Linked DNA regions of Mus musculus: regions 2 and 3 are each linked to region 1. The links are chromatin contacts, called in public ChIA-PET and promoter capture Hi-C maps. All regions are on one chromosome and are shown on one strand. The core of a region is the stretch at or near the end of the contact, and the rest is flanking DNA. Distances in the headings are between cores, read along the strand shown. Region 1 holds the start of Ccno (cyclin O). Region 2 overlaps Slc38a9 (solute carrier family 38, member 9). Region 3 overlaps Slc38a9 (solute carrier family 38, member 9).

What was found. Promoter capture Hi-C pulls out the DNA fragments that hold promoters and counts their contacts. ChIA-PET counts read pairs in DNA pulled down with a chosen protein or histone mark.
Region 2: a contact with region 1 is called in a promoter capture Hi-C map of hippocampal neurons, with 2.3 times the contacts expected there. The contact joins the enhancer-like site here to the promoter of Ccno in region 1. A contact is called at or near these places in 5 of 39 promoter capture datasets (the C10 cell line, the HPC-7 cell line, embryonic stem cells and 1 more), 3 of 115 datasets of contacts at active chromatin or transcription factors (all in embryonic stem cells) and 1 of 9 other capture datasets (embryonic stem cells).
Region 3: an RNA polymerase II ChIA-PET map of memory CD8 T cells shows a contact between it and region 1, with 6 read pairs. The contact joins the enhancer-like site here to the promoter of Ccno in region 1. A contact is called at or near these places in 12 of 39 promoter capture datasets (3T3-L1-derived adipocytes, the C10 cell line, the HPC-7 cell line and 9 more), 1 of 484 Hi-C or Micro-C datasets (double positive thymocytes), 11 of 115 datasets of contacts at active chromatin or transcription factors (bone marrow-derived macrophages, embryonic basal ganglia, embryonic limb bud and 4 more) and 2 of 9 other capture datasets (adipose tissue and liver).

What each region holds. Positions count from the first base shown.
Region 1 is chr13:112,984,682-112,989,575 of GRCm38.p6, forward strand. Ccno (cyclin O) reads left to right here and starts at 3,121. Exons shown (of 3, transcript NM_001081062.1): 1 at 3,121-3,603; 2 at 4,210-4,395; 3 at 4,891-4,894. The coding sequence starts at 3,217.
Region 2 is chr13:112,720,083-112,724,932 of GRCm38.p6, forward strand. Slc38a9 (solute carrier family 38, member 9) reads left to right here. Exons shown (of 15, transcript NM_178746.4): 12 at 3,116-3,229. Among named protein-coding and RNA genes, the nearest start is that of Gm41067, 46 kb to the right of the region's middle. Within about 2 kb of position 2,064, at least 60 of the 459 cell types and tissues checked have an H3K27ac peak or open chromatin away from gene starts, as enhancers often do. A contact at or near this core is called in hippocampal neurons, where this site is marked.
Region 3 is chr13:112,691,378-112,696,438 of GRCm38.p6, forward strand. Slc38a9 (solute carrier family 38, member 9) reads left to right here. Exons shown (of 15, transcript NM_178746.4): 7 at 3,864-4,034. Among named protein-coding and RNA genes, the nearest start is that of Gm52034, 21 kb to the left of the region's middle. Within about 2 kb of position 3,069, at least 23 of the 459 cell types and tissues checked have an H3K27ac peak or open chromatin away from gene starts, as enhancers often do. A contact at or near this core is called in bone marrow-derived macrophages and memory CD8 T cells, where this site is marked.

The DNA of each region.
Region 1 (4,894 bases), core at 1,871-4,370:
TTCGTTAGACAGGCCCTTATACACATCTGCAGATGTCCCAGGACTGCTGCCAGATCCTCCTACAGCCTGTTTTTACTTAGAATACTCTTGTCCAGCCCTCCTCTTCTGCCTCCCTCCCTCCCCCCTACCTTGGTTTTTACCATCAATTTTTCATTACTCTTTCCAGAACAGTGAGGCTGATCCTGCTGTGAAGTTGCAGGGCTCAGTTGAATTTGAATATCAGATAAAAGAATAGTCTGTTGGGGGTTGGAAGATGGCTCAGAGGTTAAGAGCACTGATTGCTCTTCCAGATGTGCTGAGTTCAAGTCCCAGCAACCACGTGGTGGCTCACAACCATCTGTCATGGGATCTGATGCCCTCTTCTGGTGTGTCTGAAGACAGCTACAGTGCACTCATATATATAAAATAAATAAATCTTTTTTTTTTTAATTTTATTTATTTATTATATGTAAGTACACTGTAGCTGTCTTCAGACACCAGAAGTGGGCACCAGATCTCGTTATGGATGGTTATGAGCCACCATGTGGTTGCTGGGATTTGAACTCAGGACCTTCGGAAGAGCAGTCAGTGCTCTTAACCGTTGAGCCATCTCTCAGCCCCAATAAATCTTTTTTTAAAAAATCTTTAAAAGATAGCTTGCTGTTCCATATAGTACAGTGTTTCAGGTAATTATCAGATAAACATTTTTCTCTTGTAGATATGTCTCATACAATTTCTGTGACATCCTTATGAGAAATGCATTTGTTGTTTATCTGACATTTGAATTTAAATTGATATCTTGGTCCCCTCCCCCATCACATTTCAGTCCTTTTTTGTTTGTTTGGTTTTGGTTTTTTTTTTTTTTTTTTTTTTGGCCTTTTCTGAGACAGGGTTTCTCTGTGTAGCCCTGGCTGTCCTGGAACTCACTCTGTAGACCAGGCTGGCCTTGAACTCAGAAATCCACCTGCCTCTGTCTCTGTCTCCCGAGTGCTGGGATTAAAGGCGTGCACCATCACGCCCGGCTCACATTTCAGTCCTTTAAGAATGGCACATGGCTCTTTGTTTATCCCACCTGAACACCAGCTCCTTGCAGGTTCCACACAGCAGGCGACACAGCAAGCACTCTGCCAAAGCTGAATAATAGGTCCTTCAAGCTGAGACTCAGGCAGTGTCTGTTGGGATTGACTCTAAGTACAGGCCTTGGGGGAAAAAAGTCTGTTCAGCATGGAGAGCCTTACCACACACAGATGGCCTGATCAGTCTTCAGTTTCCCCCAGCAGAACAACATTCTTGACCCCCCTGGATCAGGTTCAAGAGGACTCTACTATTTTGCATTTAAAAAGGACTTTCTCTTCAAGAGGGTCTCCCAACAACTGGAGTGGGAGCCGTCCCTGACTGTTGTCTGCTTGTGGCTGCCTTGTCTGGCCACAGCGGGAGAGCTTGTGCCCAGGCCTGCAGGGGCTTGGTGTGTCAGGATGGGTTAGTACTCAGAGGGAGAGGGCGGCCCCTTCTCAATGCAGGGAAGGAGGGGGAAGGGGCGATGTGAGGCGGTAACTGAGAGGAGGAGGAGCTGCGATAGGGATGTAAAGTGAATAAATAAAATAAATTAACGGGGGGGGGGGGAGTTTCAAGATTTCTCATCGATGTTACTTGACTCGCAAGGCAAGTAATATCCTTTTACAGACGACGAAATGGAGACCGAATAATGTCTTGCTGAACAAGATCATTAAATAGGTACACTCTGGATCCTACTGATGAGGTGCTTTGTGCTCTTTCCCGCTGGACCAAGAGGCAGAATCAGAGAGTTCCTAGATCCTTCCTCCTCACCCAGAAAACTCTTCTAGGAAGAGGTCTGCTATGTGGCCCCCTTGCTGTGGATTCGGTTGATCTCCCCGTAATGTTACCCATCAACAGCCTGAGAGGAGACAGAAAGCCAGGCACTTGCATGTAGAAAACTCCTCTCAGGTGATTCTCAGCAACCCCGCGTCACACAAGTGCTGCAATTTAAAGCGCCTTCAGAATCACAGAGAATAGAAACGGAGGCGAGAAGCTGAAATCCAGCCCTTTCCCCTCACCTGCTTCTCTGGCAAGTTTCTAGGGGGAGGATTTGCACGTGGACTCCAACAATTTCCAGCTGTCTTTGGAATCAGTGAGGACGGCCGCGTGTGCAGAACTCACAGCGCCTTAACGTCTCTTTTAGATCAGGACCGGAGTTTGGAGTACACGGGTTGAGAATGGAGAAGGTGTCACATTCTACCTTTCTCTCTTGTCCCCGCGCCTCCCCCTCCCCCAACTCTGCATTCCTTTGATTTCCCTCCATCCTACCCTGGGCACAAAGAATAACCTAGAAAGGTAGAGGGTTAAAAGCTAATGACCCAAAGCAGAACACACTGTGAGCAATTCCACAGAAATGCCACCTGTGACATTAAGGCCCTAAACGGCTGCAGCCTTGGCGTGTTTGGCTCGGGATGAAAAGTGCGGGGCAAAGTATCCAGAGGGCAGCGGGCTTGTGCGACGGTCATTTGAAGTAACTTCCTACGTTTTTGGATCACAAATACCTGTCTGACAGGACGGGCTCCCACATACTTAACAGACGTTAGCGACGCGCCAAAGTTCTCCTTCCCTGGGCCAGCGGAATGAAATAAAATAGTCGCAAATCAAGTCCTTTTATGGGTCACTGAAGAAAACCTAGCCTGATCTTGGTCCGGAGCTCAGAGGCGGACCCACCTGGATGAGGGTTGGCATAAAAGATGATCACACCAGGCCAGACAATCTAACCAAGGACCAGGTTCCCCGGAGCAGCCTTTCCCTTTTTCCGGGGGCGGCTGAACCGCTCAGACGGCCCATGGCTCCCCTAGGTGGCCAGTGATCTTTACGCTCTTCCACCGAGCTCAAGCAGCTGGCGCCAGGACCCGGGCTGCGGTTGCCACGGTGACGACAGACGCGCGGAGCCTGCAGCTGAAGGCGGGTGAGAGGCGGGAGTTGCAACGCCTCCTCCCCCTGCAACCAGCGCGGGGGCCACGCGTTGCTCGCACGCGAGGGGTGTGGCTCTGCCTCCGGGAAAGCGCGGCCCGTGGGCGGCTCGGGGCTCAGCCAGTGAGAGGCCGGGGGAGTGGTGGAGGGAAGGCACAGTCCGGGTACTTAGAGCTGCGCCGCCAGCGGGACCGGATCTTCCTCGCAGCTCTCGCGCCGACGCTCCGGGCGTCGTAGACGCTAGGAGCGCTACCCGATTGTAACATGGTTACCCCTTGCCCTGCCAGCCCGGGCAGCCCCGCCGCGGGAGCCGGGAGGCGAGACAGCCACCAGAACCTCCGCGCCCCAGTGAAGAAGAGCAGACGCCCGTGCCTCCGGAGAAAGAAGCCGCTGCGGCCGCTGAACGCGTGTTCGCTCCCGGGAGACTCGGGCGTCTGTGACCTTTTCGAGTCCCCCAGCTCCAGCTCGGACGGCGCCGACAGCCCCGCAGTGTCTGCGGCGCGGGACTGCAGCTCCCTACTCAACCCTGCCCAGCCCTTGACAGCGCTGGATCTCCAGACCTTCCGAGAATACGGCCAGAGCTGCTACGACTTCCGAAAGGCGCAGGAGAATCTTTTCCACCCGCGGGAGTCGCTGGCGCGCCAGCCACAAGTGAGGCGCTGGCAAGAGCCAGACCCGGGGCCGTCGCGCTTCTGTCTCTCCCAGGCTAGCTCGCTCTCTCCATGGCTGCTGGCTGCCCTTCGCACAGCCCTAGTCATTGCAGCCCATTATCTGCCATCAGTAGGAGCAATTGGGACCTTCAAGGATTGGCCCACTGACCTATTTAGATGGAGAAAGGTTGTGGGTGGAGAGGTGGATATCGGAAGTTATAGGGGGTGGGTAGAGGAGTTTTATTATAACGCAGTTCGACAGCTTCTACGTCAGATCCAGAACTCCTAAATTTGCTTGCACTTCTGTTTAAAAAAAAAACAAAAACTTTACCCCCCACCCCCCACCCCTTATAGTCCCTTTGACTTGCTGAGAGGGTTAGACTGGGTAGTGTGCCCTAATGCACTGTGCACAATACCAGGCGCGAGCCCAAACGTTCCCAGGCGTTCCGGAACGCCTGGTTTAAGGCAGGCCCGTACCTCCCCCCCTCCCCCCCACGTGCCTCCTATTTTTCAGTCATTTAGCGTTTTCCCCTTTGCCTCTCTGCCTCTCTGGATTGTTTTGTTCGGGCGCGCGCTTCAGCACACTCCCCCTCTCGCTCCCGGCCAGGTGACTGCCGAATCGCGCTGTAAACTGCTCAGCTGGCTCCTGCAAGTCCACCGCCAGTTCGGCCTCTCTTTCGAGTCGCTGTGTCTGACCGTGAATACTCTGGACCGTTTTCTCCTCACGACCCCTGTTGCTGCAGACTGCTTCCAGCTGCTCGGGGTCACCTGTCTGCTCATCGCTTGCAAGCAGGTACCACCAGGCGAAAGAGTGCGATGTGTTTGCAGCCAGCGCCCCCCTTCCCCAACTCGTGCATGGCTTAGGGCTGGGTTGCTTGGCTTATCTGGGCAGATGCTCGAAGATCTTTCCATGTCATAGCCTTAACTTCTCTTACCACTCACAGCAACAATCCTTTCAGACTACAAAGAGGTTAGGCTGTAGCTGGCCGCCCAACCAAAGCTTTGTGGTACTTGTCTCTGGAAAAGATGCTTTTAAAGTCAATCTCTCTCTCTCTCTCTCTCTCTCTCTCTCTCACACACACACACACACACACACATTTTAAAGTTGGGTTGTAGATAGAGAAGGTGCACTAGCAGCTGTGGGTGGGGGGAGAGGTTTCAGGAGCGGAATTGTGGAAGTGGAAGGAATATAGAGTTCGAGTCCCAGTTTTCTCCCGGGTTTTAGGCTGGATGGATTTGGGTCCCAGGTACCCACCAGTCCGGAACTGGAGCACACTCTGTGTTGCAGGTAG
Region 2 (4,850 bases), core at 814-3,313, 270 kb before region 1:
CTAAGTGCACAGTTGGCACCAGAAAGACCTTGTTTGGGGATTAGAATATTGGCTTTTACCAAACTACTCACTGTATAACCAGGAGCAAGTTCTTGTGGCCTCTGTGCTTAGTTTACCTCATCTGTAAAGGAACTGGCTGCAGCTGTGTTGTAAGGTTTTATGGGGATCAAATGAAATGGCCTGCGGGGGCTCAGCAGAGATGCCGGTAGATATCTTCTTACCTATATTGAGTTACCTATAATGCCACTGTTACCAGGACATCTCCAGCAAGACCACAGTGCCCGTGGGTGGGTAAAGGGCATGGAGAAGAACCACTCTGGAAACAGTTGCAAGGAACAGCACCCGCTTTATTGCATGTGAACAACCACGTCCATCATAGAATCTATCGACCGTGGCTTAACAGTCACTCCTTAGCACATGACCTCAGTCTGGCCAGTGAATGCTCACGCCACCAGTGTGGAAGACACACATTCAAGGAGACACAGAGAGTGGGGACTCGGCTCTCAGGCTGCCCCAGGCCTCGGCCATCTGACTCCTGGGGCGTGGCGTCCTATGCTTCTTAGTTAGAAGCTCAGTGTGCCAGGAAGGCTGGCCGAAGCTCACGCCTGCATTTTCTCCTACAAGTTCCTGCTACGGCCAGCCTTGCCCCAGGTACTGGAAGTATATTATAAAACAGACAGTCTCGTCTCCAGGGTCTTACACTCCAATGGTATGCATCTATTTGGAGAAAAGAAGTTGATTAAAGAACTGTTAAGCTTAGCTCTTTTTTTTAAATGTCCAGGGATATCTTTCCACTTGAGAACGTTTTTCAAAAATATGATTATTTCGGGAATAAAGCAATGATTCAGCCTTTAAGCGCGTGCGCTACTTTTGCGGAGAGCCCAAGTTCAGTTCCCAGTACCCACACTGGGCAGTTCACAACTTCTTGTAACTCAAGCTCCAAAGAATCCAAGACCCTCCCCTTGACTCTATGGGCACATGCGCTCCTATGCATATACACTGACCCACAGACACAGGCACGCGCGTACGTTAGTTAAAAAGTAACAGTAGTAACTCATTTAAGTGGATTGTTTTTACAATGAAAGCTAGTGGCAACGAGAACAAGAATTGCTGTGTGTGGCCATGCCCTGAGAAGAGAGAAGTGAAGGAGCACTGTTATGTTGGGAAGCGCTTAGAATCACCCTTCACAGCTCCCCAGATTTCACTAAGGTGCTTGTTTTCCAGGTCAGACTACAGGGATTCGGGTGGGATATAAATCAAGATTATCAGTGAAGTCCTCCCTCCTCTCCCTGGCACAGCTGCTTTTGCCTTTCCAGGGTCTGTCTATTGTCTGTCTGTCCCAGTACATGCGTGCATGCTTTACATATGCATGGGCATGTGGAAGAGCCCAAGACTGGAGTTGGGAATCATTTTTGATAGCGCTTACCACTCTATTGAGGCAGAATCCCTCCATCAAATCCAGAGCGCACAGATGTGGCTAACTAGCCTCGCCAATCATTTTGACTCTTTGGGTTGGCATTGGTGTGGATTAATGGAGGTCTGAACTCTGGTCCTCATGGTGTGTAATGGGCACCGTAACTACCGAGCCATCTCCCCAGATCCCCAAGTGTTTGTGGTTTTTTTCCTAAAGAGGCTTTATTGGGCTAAGACAGCTGGTTCAGCTTGTACTGCTTCTCAGAGGACCTGAGTTCAATTCCCAGCACCCACAAACACATATATACATAAAAATAACAAATCTTTTTTTCATTTTTTTTTTAAAAGGAGGTTGAGCCAGTTGAGTAGCTGGAGACTGGAATGCCTTGAATGTTGTCATTGAAGCCAGCTACTTTTTGATGTGAAAATAGGATTCCTTGATGTGTTTTGCTCATCCCACACAAGAGTGAGACACAACCGCAGGGGAATTCTCGCCTGAGCTGGGCACTAGAGCTGCTTCTTGAACTAAGGAGGAAGGCCTTGGAAGCCAGCTCTTGAACAGTAAGCTCTCACAGAGCTTTGAGAGACCTGGGGCCAATTTACATAAGCCTCCAGCTCAGAAGGCCGAGGTGCTTTTTTCTGATGTGTCCCTGGCCTGTATTGTCAGAGGCTTCTCACACGTTGTTGTTTGTTCTCGACCAGACTTACGGATCTCAAGCTTATAAACCCTGCTGCTGCGTCAGCCCATTTTAAGACTCATCCAGAAAAATCCAAAATGTTCCCTAGTGTCAGATATCCTTGCCATGCCACCAAACTTAAAAATCACATAGAATTGTTTTTTCCTAATCTGTTTCCCTAGCTTTTGAGTTATTTCTATCTAAAATGAATAGGCTTGTTGCCACAATTCCTTTTGTGTTGAATTGTTTGGCTGTAACTTAAGTGGAGGAGACAGTTTGCAAGCTGTGGAATCTCTCTGCTTGGATCCAGCAGCTGGCTGCCTTCAGTCTCTTGGAGCTTTTTATTTTGCACGCCTGGGAGGATGGGAGCAGCAGTAGAAGAAAGCTGGCTGCTGGGTTTAACAGTCTGCATTTGTTTGCTGATTCCGGTAATAGTTTTGGACAGCTATTTGAACAGCTGTTTTTCAAATGCCCTTTTGTTTCACATTTAAGTGTGTAATGCTGGTCCTTAGTGCTCACTTGTCTACTCTTTAACTAGTGTTTCTTCTTTATTAAATATCCTTTGATATGTTCCACTCCTGTGGCCTACGCATACTTTGATGATAAAAGCTAACTTGCTAAAAAAGCATTTTTAAAAATGTGCAGGTCAAACCAAAAGTGGCTTAGACTTTCTTGTTGCCTTTTTATTATCCTTATTCTTTTTTAATTTGACAAATGTTACCTTTTAAAATTAAATTAGAACTTCGGTCATGTTAAAACCACAGTTTGTATTAGCTTCCCAAGTCTTCTAACAAGCAGTTCAGTTTAGTCTACATTAAAATTAAAAATTAGACAGAGTACTTTAATCAGATTTGTGTGTGTGTATGTGTGTGTGTGTGTTTGACTGAGTTCTGTGAAAATTAGAACGTATACAAACACATACAAAATAAAAGGATAAATTTGGATTTCCCTGTCATCATTGCTTGAGTAGACTTGCTGTGACTTCTTTGTATTGAGAGAACATTTTATTCTGTGTTTACATTCAGGTGAGAGACCTATGCATTGCTTATATGCTGGTGACATTGACTTATCTCTATATTGGTATCCTGGTTTTTGCCTCATTCCCTTCGCCTCCATTACCCAAAGATTGTATTGAACAGGTAAGGCACTGTGTATGCCCATGGGATGTTGTATATGTAGCAGGAAGAACAATCCAGGAGCAAGACCAGGCAGGCCTGGGTTTGAATATCACCTCTTCCTTCCCTATCCCTTCCAGGGTTCTACTTTGTTTTTCCTGAAGTAACAGAGTACATGCATGCTCCGTTTGGTTTTTAGATGAACTTTGGAGTAAGGCTCTGCATACTCGGCAGTTGTAATGCTCAAACAACCACTCTCTCTCAGAAAGAGAGAAAGAAAGAAAGAAAGAAAGAAAGAAAGAAAGAAAGAAGGAAGGAAGGAAGGAAGGAAGGAAGGAAGGAAGGAAGGAAGGAAGGAAAGAAAAGAAAAGATAGATAGAGTTCTCTTAGAATGGACCACTGTTTCTGTTGTGCACATGGATTTCTAAAACCTCCACCGCGACTCCACTGAGGTCTCTGGTTTTTCTAAAGCTTAGCTGCAGAAATGTCCTGGGTGAACCAGTTTTAATACATCAGTCTTTAAGGGACAGTTTAGGGACTGCGTAACAAGGACTAAAACAAAGACAGACTATTTAGATATTAAAAAGTGCAAGCCAGAACCAGGAAGAGAGAAATCCTTCAGCAAAAAGTTGTAATGAAACTTAGAAATAGTAACACTTTCAGTATTCAAGAATTTCTTGTGAAAATTTCAGCATTTCATGGGTGATTTTCTGGCCAGAGGAAACCCTGTCGGAGATCAGCAGTGGTGTTTTAAGACAGTTACAAGGTGTAGGTCAGTGGCATTGACAGTGTTCTCCAAGGAAACAGGCTGCTGCTGGGTGGTGGCTGCAACTGTTCTCTTTGTGGAAGTTCTGGGGCAGCCAAGCATTTGCAGAAAATTTCCCCGATTCCTAAGCCCACAGAAAGCTCCTCCCCAGGGAATAGGAGTATTTGTGGTGTTCTCAAAGTGTAATTCTCAATTAACCTTTTTATATACCCAACTGAACTGAAGAAAGCAAGCCTAAGTATAAAGCATATCCTTCCTGCTAGTGCTACACTGCAAGGGCTGATGGCACACACCCACCATGCACAGTGACAGATGCACACCCACCATGCACAGTGACAGATGCACACCCACCATGCACAGTGACAGATGCACACCCACCATGCACAGATGACAGATGCACACCCACCATGCACAGTGACAGATGCACACCCACCATGCACAGTGACAGATGCACACCCACCATGCACAGTGACAGATGCACACCCACCATGCACAGTGACAGATGCACACCCAACATGCACAGTGACAGATGCACACCCACCATGCACAGTGACAGATGCACACCCACCATGCACAGATGACAGATGCACACCCACCATGCAGAGTGACAGATGCACACCCACCATGCACAGGTGACAGATGCACACCCACCATGCACAGGTGACAGATGCACACCCACCATGCACAGGTGACAGATGCACACCCACCATGCACAGTGACAGATGCACACCCACCATGCACAGTGACAGATGCACACCCACCATGCACAGTGACAGATGCACACCCACCATGCACAGTGACAGATGCACACCCACCATGCACAGGTGACAGATGCACACCCACCATGCAGAGTGACAGATGCACACCCACCATGCACAG
Region 3 (5,061 bases), core at 1,819-4,318, 290 kb before region 1:
AAAGAAGAGGAGGAGGAGGAAGAAGGGGAGGAAGAAGAAGAGGAAGAAGAGGACGAAGTCCTAGGAAATGCTCATGATGACTCCTAGCTGTCTGACATAGTATCAATACACCAAAGAATGTTGAGCTATCATAAAAACTAGAACAGACTAATAATTACAGCAAAAGAATGCATCACAATGCCGACTTGTGCGATTAGAATTAATAAGAATCTGAAAGTTAACTGCCTACGAAATCAAGAATCAGCAGCTAGAACTACAGTGCAGAGAGCATTATTCCACTCACCACAGCAGTCAACTCTAAAGGACGTAGATAAAATTTAGCGAGAGAACACATTTGATGGGAAAAAAAAAATAGTCTACCTCAACACAAAGAATAAAATCTGCGCAAGTAAGAAAAACATGCCATGTGGTTTGGAAGATTCAGTATGGCAAGCCACAAAAAGCCACATGTATAAATTCAGTCCCATTTCAAACAGAGCCAGGGAAATTAAGGAGGAAAAAGAAGTGGTGTGGAAGAATGAGACCGACCAGGTACTGAGACATACTATGGAGCAACCGTAATAAAGCAGAGGACGACTGCCTTAGAGACAGGAATACCAGAGAGGACGGACGGGATAGACAGGCGGCTGCTGCTTAAAAGCTCTTACTGCTCTTCTAGAGGACCCAGGTTTGGTTCCTGGCACCTACATCTCGTAGCTCTCTGACCTCTAGTTCTTGGAGATCAAATGCCTTGATCTGACCTCAGGGACTACATGGTAGAGAAATTCAGGCAAAACATCCATACACATGGAATAAAAATGTTTAATCTTTATAAAATTAGACTGGAAAAGGAAACATGAATCTCAGGTTTATGAGTTTAATGTCATATTTGATGTCTGTTAAACTGAGTATCTGCTCTGTGTGTGTGTGTGTGTGTGTGTGTGTGAAAGTGTCTGTGTGTGTGTGTCTCTCTGTGTGTGTGTCTGTGTGCCTGTGTGTGTGTGACTCTGTGTATGTGTGTGTGTGTGTGTCTGTGTGTGTGTGTCTGTGTGTGTGTGAGTGTCTGTGTGTGTGTGTCTTTGTGTGTGTGTGAGTGTCTGTGTCTGTGTGTGTGTGTGAGAGTGTCTGTGTGTGTGTCTCTCTGTGTGTCTGTGTGTGTGTGACTCTGTGTGTGTGTGTGTGGGGGGGAACTCTGTATGATACCTTATACAAAAATATACTCCAGATGGCATTCTAACTAAAATATGAAAAAATAAATCCATAAAGATATTAGAAAAGAGCCGGGCCTTTAATCCCAGCACAGGCGGATTTCTGAGTTCAAGGCCAGCCTGGTCTACAGAGTGAGTTCCAGGACAGCCAGAGCTATACAGAGAAACCCTGTCTTGAAAAACTCAAAAAATAAAAAAAAAGATATTAGAAAAGATGTAGGAGATTGCACATATAAACTAGCAATTGAGATTTTTCCTGATCAATGCAGACGATATAGCATCTTTAAAAGAAGTATATCACAAAATCGCAGGTCATTACCAGAAATCATCCTGGTAAGGTAATCAAGAGGACATTTGTAGGAGCCACATCCCTCCAAGGTGGAGTCCGTGCTTTAGGTAACCTGCAGAGAAAACAAATCCATGACTACCGTGTATAGCAGTTACGGTGAAACTCTCCACCCGGACATTAACGATACAACTGCTAATCAACGAGATGGCTCTCATCCGTCATTCATGAAGAAAAGTTCCTGTGCTGTATCTATAGATAAGCTTGTTATCTGTATTCTTCAGAGTCCAGCATGATTGGACATTTATAGGCTAAAAGTGTTTTTATCCTATCTTTGAGGTGGTTTATTTTTATTCTAGACACCCCAATGTTTATAAGAATGCTATTGGAGTAGAACCATAAAAACACATATATTGGACAAGATTTGGGGGCTAGGTCAGTACTTTACTGCTCCTACGTATATACTACCATATAATACACACAGACAGACACATTATATCCCTCATTTCTCTCCACCCCCACCCCTGGGAAACAAGATGAGTCATAAAGTAACTATAATTTGAGGGCAGTTAAAATAACCTTGTCTTAGACCTCTTTGTGTTCTTATTCCTTACTGAGATATTGAAACAAAGAAATTGCTATCGCAATAATCCAACCATAGAAATATAAGTATTTTTGTGTATGTTCTTATGTAAATGTCTTTGTATTCTTTTTATCATAAATTCTTAAATATTTTTGTTCTTTCTTATACAAATGTCTTTGTGTTCTTTTATCATTTAGTATGTTTTCTTACAGTCTTGGCTCCCACTTCATCACTTTTTTTTTAAGTGAACTTTATGGGTGCAGTCACCATTATTACCTTTGTTTGTTGTTTGGTTTGTTGAATGACTGTGCATTATACCTTGTGGCTCTGTTGTATTGATTAACAGTTGTGGACTGCTGCATGATTACACCCTGGTCTGTTGTTTACTATCCTAAGAGATACCCTTCTAAAATAATGTATGCATATTTTATGTATTCTTTTGGATTGCTTCATTTAAATTTTGACCCCAAAGGGGGAAAAGTCATGGGCTGGAGATATGGCCAAGTGGCAGAGCACATACTTAGCATGTGCAAAGCCATTTGGGTTCAATCACCAGTTCGGAAGGAATGGAGGGAGGGAGGGAGGGAGGAAGGAAGGAGGGAAGGACAACCACTAAATTTAAATTTATTTCTAAGAGTTGTAGTAATTTCCAGTGGTTCCAGCTATACATGAATGATAGGCTGCTTTGAAGCATGTTATTTTGTGTTTCCAGTTTTGTTCTGTTCTGTTTTCTTTTCTTTTTTTTTTTTTTTCTTTTTGGCAGGGTTTCTCTGTATAGCCCTGGATGTCCTGGAACTCACTCTGTAGACCAGGCTGGCCTCGAACTCAGAAATCCGCTTGCCTCTGCTTGCAAAGTGGTATGGCTTTCTTTAAGTGTATTGTTTGTTCGTCCTCTCTTCCCAGTTGTCCGTGAGTCTTTATAGTTTATGAGTGCCTTTATAGTTGTTCTCAGTACCCTCTATGACGTTGCTGTTAGTTTCCTGTCTACAAGTTCCTGTGGCTTCCTTTCTCACTCTGTCTGAATGGCTTCTGTGAGACTTTCTGTTTCCCTGTTACCGTTTCCTCAGTTCAGAGACAGGCTAGCCTTTCATCTGAGACTTCAATGCTGTGACTGTAATGTGTTAATCTTGTGCTGTTGTTTTTGTCTTGCTCTGTTTATGTTTTTCATGCTGTTCAGAAACTCACTGTGTAGCCCAGGCTGGCCTGGAGTTTTCCTGTTTCTGCCTCAGCATCCTGAAGTCTAGAATTACAGGTGTGCGTTTCCATGCTTTACTTTTAAATTCTTAACTTAGTTATCTAACATTTAAATTGGCTTATAGCATAAAATATGACTCAAGGCAGCTTTCACTCATGTCAAACAGTGCTTAACTGTTACGTAGAGTTTTAAATGAACTGACGGGGTGATGTACGCCTGCAATCCCAGAAACCTGGGAGGTTGAGGATTGCTGTGAGTTTGGAGTTAGCGTGGGCTGTGTAGCAAGACACCGTCTCCTTACAACTAAAAAGAGAGTGTGTGTTCGATTTCCTTCTAATTAGTTTTCCCACTCTTGGTTATCACATGCTCTAATTCGTTATAAAAAGTTAGGATCCTAGTTGTTTCTCTGATTATGCTATTTCACTGAACAGATTTCTATTTTATTGTATAATATTTTATTGCTATTTTTTTCCATAATGTGTTCTTGTATTTGTTGGTAAAGTAGCCACACTATTTTGCTAAATATTTTGAGTTAATTGGGGGAAATCAAATTATGAATGTGGAGTGTATAACAGTACCTAGTCTCATTCTTTCTCTTTCATTTTTATCTAGGTACATCGGACACGAGTACCTGGGAATATCCAGATGTCTGCAAACATTATTTTGGCTCCTTTGGGCAATGGTCAAGTCTCCTTTTCTCCTTGGTGTCGCTCATTGGAGCAATGATAGTTTATTGGGTGCTTATGTCTAATTTTCTTTTTAATACTGGAAAGTTTATTTTTAGTAAGTATTGGTCTAGCCTTTAACACAGTTACTCTCAAATATCATTGTAATATTTTAGTTCTAGCCTCACATTTTTTTATGTAAAGTATTATAAATCCTGGATAATGCACTTGATTAGGCTTTTCTATGCTCAAATGTTGTGTGTATAAACATGAATTTTTTACATAGATAATGGGTTTCATTCTGACATTTTCATAATGTATTTCAATCATATGCACTTCCTGTTCATTCATATGCACTTCCTGTTCAATCATATGCACTTCCTGTTCAATCATATGCACTTCCTGTTTAATCATATGCACTTCCTGTTCGATCATATGCACTTCCTGTTCAATCATATGCACTTCCTGTTCGATCATATGCACTTCCTGTTCGATCATATGCACTTCCTGTTCGATCATATGCACTTCCTGTTCAATCATATGCACTTCCTGTTCAATCATATGCACTTCCTGTTCTGCTCCCCTTTTCCCCTTTCCTCCTCCCTGCTAGACTCCTCCTACTTTGATGCCTTTCTTTTTGTCCCCCAGTGAGTTTCACTGGGGTTGCTCACATCATTTCCAGGAACATGGGTGAGAGCTTGTCTGCTCACGCACCCACGCTTCAGCAGTGTCTGCACCACTGGACAGCCACACTGTCTCTCCCTCCCCATCAGGGGTTGCCTGTTGGAAGTGTCTTGACCATCCAGCCTTAGGAAGTTAGTCACAACTGCTGTGCATTCAGAGTGCACAATCATATCATGCCCAGAAGTTACCTTGCCGTCTGCCCCTGACGTCCTCTGTCTCCTAAGGGATTTGGGGTTTGGTGTGTGTGTGTTGGTTTTGTTTTGATTTGATTTGATTTGTTGTTCTACGGAGGGCATTAAATGGCCAAGTCAAGCACTTTTCATAATGGCTTTTAATTGGATGGAAGATGTCCATTTTAAGCTTCCTTTTTGGCATTTATTTGTATTGTGTATGGGTGGGTACACACATGCCAGGGCATGTGTGAGAAGTCAGAGGAGAACTTTGGGAATAGGTTTTCTCCA